Linked DNA regions of Arachis hypogaea: region 1 is linked to region 2. Evidence: chromatin contacts called from public Hi-C data. All regions are on one chromosome and are shown on one strand. The core of a region is the stretch at or near the end of the contact, and the rest is flanking DNA. Distances in the headings are between cores, read along the strand shown.

What was found. A called contact is a pair of places that touch in the nucleus more often than the background predicts.
Region 1: a Hi-C map of an unstated tissue shows a contact between it and region 2, with 5 times the contacts expected there. The contact joins the enhancer-like site here to the promoter of LOC112710641 in region 2. A contact is called at or near these places in 5 of 8 Hi-C or Micro-C datasets (leaf and an unstated tissue).

What each region holds. Positions count from the first base shown.
Region 1 is chr1:112,095,179-112,098,309 of arahy.Tifrunner.gnm2.J5K5, forward strand. No RefSeq gene overlaps it. Among protein-coding and RNA genes, the nearest start is that of LOC112710654, 22 kb to the right of the region's middle. Within about 2 kb of position 1,648, at least 3 of the 3 cell types and tissues checked have open chromatin away from gene starts, as enhancers often do.
Region 2 is chr1:112,013,678-112,017,132 of arahy.Tifrunner.gnm2.J5K5, forward strand. LOC112710641 (ATPase 11, plasma membrane-type) reads right to left here and starts at 1,563. Exons shown (of 21, transcript XM_025762967.3): 1 at 856-1,563; 2 at 634-753; 3 at 439-537; 4 at 160-297; 5 at 1-41. The coding sequence starts at 909.

The sequences.
Region 1 (3,131 bases), core at 398-2,897, 82 kb after region 2:
TAAATTTAATTACTAGATTTAAATGTGTAACAAGATTGATATATATATATATATATATATATATATATATATATATATATATATATATATATATATATATATATATATATATATATATATATTGGGTTTTCTTTTGGAATTTAGACATAAAATTTTGGATATACAGCTTGGCGCCACAAGAAAAAAAGAAAAACTGGCGGCGATACCAGTTCAGCCAGCGTGATGCTGAAAATGAAAAAGGAAGGAAGAAACCAATGGGACCAAAATTTGTAAAATATGATAATATGGGAATGGTGAAAGTGTAAGTGGGTATGGATGGAAATGGGATGAGAATTTGTCGTTATATTGGAAATTAATGGCTAGTGATCAAGGCACGAATCAAATCAAATTTTATCATTTTTGTCCTTTTTCTCCACAACAGAAAAAGGATCAGACATCAATTTCTACTTTTCACATAGCTGAGCAGATGCTAGCTTTCTTTACTTTGATTATTGCTAGTAGTGTGTTACAAACTCTTTTAAGATAAATATTTATCACTGTTAGGGTACTATCGTAACTCATTGAAAGATATAATCAGAGTTCAGACACCTAAAAAAATATAATCATGTTCAATTTCGGGGTTTGTAATGGGATCTTTGGGAGCATAGCTTTGTTATTTGCACTTATTCTTATTAAATATCATCATACTTATTTGTTAAAAACTAGAAATTGTAAAAGAGAAATGTTGCGTTAATAATAAAATTTATTAACTTTTATTAATATTTGGCTAATTCTAAACACTAAAGATCTAACTCTGAGTTAATAATTAAATTAATCCTTAAAAAGATGAGACGTTCTTTAAATTTATCTTTAAAAAATTTTATCAATCAAATTGATTCGTTAAAAAGTATAAATTAATCATATTTATCTTTTTGTTACTCTATTAACAATTTTTGTCGACAATTGATGATGTGAAATATTAATTGATAGCATATATAATACTTAACATGTTCAATGGACACTTATCAAATATATTTATAAAAATTTATCAATTTAGTCATTAGATCATGCTAGGAATAGAGTTTATGTAATTGAAAATAATTAAATCAATAGATTTTCATAAATATATTTAATTAATATCCAATTAAATATTTTAGATATCATGTATGTTCTTAATTAATATTTTACAGCATCAATCATTGATAAAAATTATTAATACAGTAATTGAAGAATAAATATAATTAATTTTAAATTTTTAATAGACCAATTTAATTGATAAAATCTTTTAAAAATACATTTAAAGAATGTTTTATTTGTTAGAAATTAATTTGACTGTTAAGGCACTAAATTTAAACCCTTAAATTTTACATTTTAACAGTATAAAAGTGAGGTATTAACTAAAATATTGGCTAAAATATTAATTAATATTGATAAAAAGTATCGATCTCTGCTAACATAGGGTCATTTAATTCAATTAATTTTTGTGAAAAGGATCATTATCTTCATTCACTGTTAGGTTTATTTATATTCAGGCTTTAAAGTAAGCCCGCCTATTTTTAAATGGGCCTAGCCACTGAGTCCAATTTATTCAGATTGATACAATGACTGTAATCCTTTTGGTTGCACCTAAATAATGGAACTCGGGAACAAAAAAAAAAACAAAGCTTGACAGTTAGTTATTTCCTATACACACAACGCATTATTGTACCTGTCCAAAACAAAAACGCATTATTGTAACATATAGAATTGGTCGATTTCCTTAATTTGCAATGAAGTCCATTTAAATATTTTTAGGGCCGCGTTCAACAAATATTATATGTTTTATGTCAAAAAAAAAGATACAAACATTATGTGTTAAACATGGATGCCCAATGCAGCTGAGGCCTAGATCAAATGGCAATCATATTGTCTCTTAATCAAGTTGCACCAAGTTCATACCCCAGTTCAGACTGGAATAAGGTTTAAGAAAACCTTTAAAATGTGGGTGTGTGAGTAGTGTAGTGACAAAAAAGAAACTTGGATACTCAATTAAGGTTAAATTAAGCTTACACTTTTAATTAATGAATAATTATATTTTTTTTTTGAGAATTTAGACTGCATGGCTATACTCTTTGATTGTGAAGCCAGTTTTTAAGCTCAATTTCTACTGTATAATAATCATTTCGGACACCAGTTCTGCTCACCATATACTTTTAAGTTAAAAAAATGTAAACGAAGAAAAATTAATGAAAAAAGCATTATGTAGTAAAATATTACACTTAACAACATCAATTGATGATCTATATTAAAGATGGAAGGATGTGAAGTGAGATGTTAGACGCTGAGAATGTAATTAATCATCTTTAAATTTATAAGAGTATTTATCCATTTTGGTTCTCATCGAATTTTGGATTAGACACTTTAGTTTCTGGTGCATAAAATTGTGATCACACTTTTCACAATTCCGTACAACTAACCAGTAAGTGTATTGGGTCGTCCAAGTAATACCTTACGTGAATAAGGATCGATCCCACGGAGATTGACGACTTGAAGCAAGTTATGGTCATCTTGTAAATCTCAGTCAGACAGATTCAAATAATTGTGAGGATTTGACAATTGAAAGATAAATAAAACGGAAAATAACATAGAGATACATATGTAATTTATTGGTGGGAATTTTAGATAAGCATTTGGAGATGCTTTGTTGCTTTTGAACCTCTGTTTTCCTATTGTCTTCATCCAATCATGCGTCCTCCCTTCCATGGCAAGCTGTATGATCCTCTCAGTGAAAATGGTCCGACTACGGTTTCTGTACGGCTAATCAACTGTCGGATTTCTCGTCTCAGATAAAAAATACCAGGTACAGCTACTGCAGGGCTAATCATCTGTCGGTTCTCACTTGTGTTGGAATAGGATTCCTTGATCCTTTTGCACATTGTCACTGCGCCCAACAGTCGCGAGTTTGAAGCTCGTCGCAGTCATCCCTTCCCAGATCCTACTCAGAATACCACAGACAAGGTTTAGACTTTCCGGATCTCAGGAATGTTGCCAATTGTTTCTAGCCTATACCACGAAGGTTCTAATCTCAGATTCGGATGCTCTGTTGTCAGGAGAGATGACGCGAATCGCTGATTAGAGACCCAAGAGAATATACTCCGGCTGTCGTCCAATGA
Region 2 (3,455 bases), core at 313-2,812:
ACTGCGGCATCTTGTTCGTTCCACCTACCATCACGAAGAACCTTCACAAAATACACACACAAAATTGGTTCCTCTGCAGATGCAAAGATTTTAACACCACCAATACCAGTATCCAATGCAAACATTAAGGACATAAGAAAATGACACTGAATCCCACACCTTTGCTTTCGGAGCGAGACGAGCCATGAGAGCTGCAGCAGCATTACCAGCATTGTTCTCCTCTATGAAACTGATGGTTGAATTGATGACAAGCAAAGTGATAATACCAACAAAGTCTTGCCAATCAGGAGGCTTACCCTGTACAATAATAATAAGAGCAAGTCCAAAATAATCAAACTCGGATTGAGTTCACCTAAACTTAGCAAAAAGTTGAGTTAATTCATGAATTTGATACACCTCCATTGCTAACAAGTTTTAGAAGCTAGTAAGCACACTTACCCCTCCATTGGCAAGAGCAATTGCCATTATAGCAGCAGCCTCCATAACCCAAGAAAGAGGATTCCACATAAATCCCAAGAACTTCAAAAACTTGCTCTCCTGAAAAACAAAACCCAGAACACGATAATTTACCAAAACGAAAAAGGAAAAAGAAAAATTCATGTGGGGGTCAATGAAATGAGAGAAAGGTTAGACCTTTTTCTCTTCAAGCTTGTTGTGGCCAAAAATGGCGAGTCTTTCCTCAGCAGCCTTGCTGCTGAGACCTTCTCTGCTACATCTCAGATTCTCAAAAACTTCCTCAATGGGTATGTTCTCCTACATTCATTCATCAAAAAAAAGAAAAAAAAAACCATCAATGAGGATAACAATTAGACCAAAAGAGACCCAATAAATGATAGTGATTCAGATCTATGTTACCAAATCCACAGTTTCTTTGAGAACAGCCTCTAACTCCACGGATTTGTCCCCCATCTTCTTCTTCTTCTATCTACCCGTTCCAGTTCCAGTTCTATTCTCTCTCTCTATCTCTTTGTAAGTCACCAAACTTTTACTCTCTCTCTCTCTCTCTCTCTCTCTCTCTCTCTCTGAGGAGTTACTACAAACAAAACAGTTCAGAAAATTAGGAGAGAGATAGCGTGCGTGGATTGCACCAACCAAAGAGAGAGTTGGCAAAAGTACAAACTACAAGTAAACAAAAAAGTGTGACAAACTACACATAAAAATGAAAAAAGAAAAGATATAGAAAGAAAGAAAGAAAAGAAAGTGTGTATGGTTAAGGGTAGGAGTAGGACAAGCTAGTTGTGAGGATTGAGATGAAACTAAAGACAAGAAGAAGAAGAAGAAAAAGATGCAGTGTTCTTCAGAGCTAAAAAAAACAGAGAGAGAAAGAAAGAGGGACACAAAGGGGTAGACAACCTTGTATGGAAATGCAAGTTCAGCAACGACGTTCCATGTTTGTGGGTGTGGCTATGGCTATGGCTGTAAGGTAGAGAGAGAAAGAGGAATACATAACATACATACAATACATAGAAGAGTCATATTGGCCTTTTCATTTTTCTAATTCTCATTCTCTCCCTCTCTCTCTCATCCAATTTTTTGTTTTTTCTTTTTTACAAATATAATAATAAAAAATACTAGAAAATCAATATTTTTACTATAAAAATAAAAAATTAGCTAGTATTAATTTAAATATAAGATAAAATGAAAAAGTTTAATCACTTTTTTTTATAACAATATAAGAATAAAAATTAAAATACACATGTTAAATAAATAAAAAACCTATGTCGTCGTATAAACATAAAAAGATAAATTATCAATCATACTTAAAAAACATTTTGATTATTTTAACATATAAAATTATGAATTTGGTTTTGACATATTTATAGTATAAAAAAATTTATACCGTTATATAATTATATTTTTTTTAAATAATTATTTATGCAGTTAATATAAAAAATTGTTATTTTTATTAATTAATTATTACATAATTAAATATAAATATAAAATTATTTTAGATCGACAATGTATTAAAATTATATTTAAAAAACAATTCAGGTCTTAAAGTATTTGATAATATGTTTACTTGTTTACATAATATTAGATTGGAAGATGTTTAGAATCTTGTTTTAGTTTTTTACAATATTATAAATGTGAAATATTTTATATTTGGTCAATTAATTTGCAAAATTTTATCATAAAAGTTGGTTGCTATTTTTTAATACTATATCATAAATAATTTGATAAGAATGCCCTCTCATACACTATTATTAATTATTATATTAAAAGAATATTACATTTCGAACTTCTTATATGAATGCTAATTTGTTTTTCAAAAAAGAAAAATAATTTTGAATTGTAATATCATTTCTTTAAAAAACTTGTTAGAATATCAAAATCAAACTCTAACTAACTCAAAAGATATATAGGTTTAGTATTGTAACAGAAACTATTATGATAACACATAATAGGTAAAGAAGAACTTAAAAAATCAACTATACCATTACCAAATTGATCAATTATATTTACTTTTATTTTTTACCGAACATCTTTATTTTTGTCAAATTAATTGTATAATATTATATTAGTCTTTATCTATAATGTCATTTTAGAGATGAGGATCTATCAATTCTCAAGTAGAGATTGCATTGCAGTTGAGACAAAGAAAATATATGGTCCAATAATTTCCATATACAATAATTTTTAAAACATTTTCCCTGTAATTTTAGGTTTTCAAATTTTAGTCAAAACTTTATTTTCAGTTATTTATAGTTCTTTTTAGAATAATATTATTTCTTTATTTGTAAAAAAAGATAATAATATGTTTAGTAATGGATGACCATTTTTTCTTAAAAAATATCATTCTATTGAAATAATACTTTTATGTGTATATATAAATTTAGTTTTTTAATTATACGGACTATGTGATATATTATGTATTAATATTTGATATACGTTATCAGTTAGTTTTTTTTAACAGTTTTCTTAGAGAATTAATTCTTTTATTTAACTAATAATCAACTAACAAATTACGTAATATATGAATAAATTAAAAATAAAAAATGAGAAATGTAAAAAGAAAAAAAAATAATACACAGATACTTACACGAATATATATAAATACAATGAGATACCTAATATATACATTCTTATAAAATTTATGGACACATCATATATATAAAAATATAAAGTATTTCTTAACTAAAGTATAATGATATTTTGATCTTTTGTTAATATTAAAATATAAATTAATTTTTAATTTATATTTAATATCTAAAATTTTAATTATATAAAATGTTTAAAATATTTTTTAATAAATAATAATATATATTATTTTAAAATTTATTTTGAAAGTATATATTGAAAATAAAACTAAATATACCCAACACAAAATAGTATTTAAGTATGTTAAAATATATAAAAATATTTTTATTAAAATATAATTAAATATAAAAAAAACACGCATATTTAACGAATACGGACACAAAAATTCAGGAAAATATCTGTAATTTATATTATTA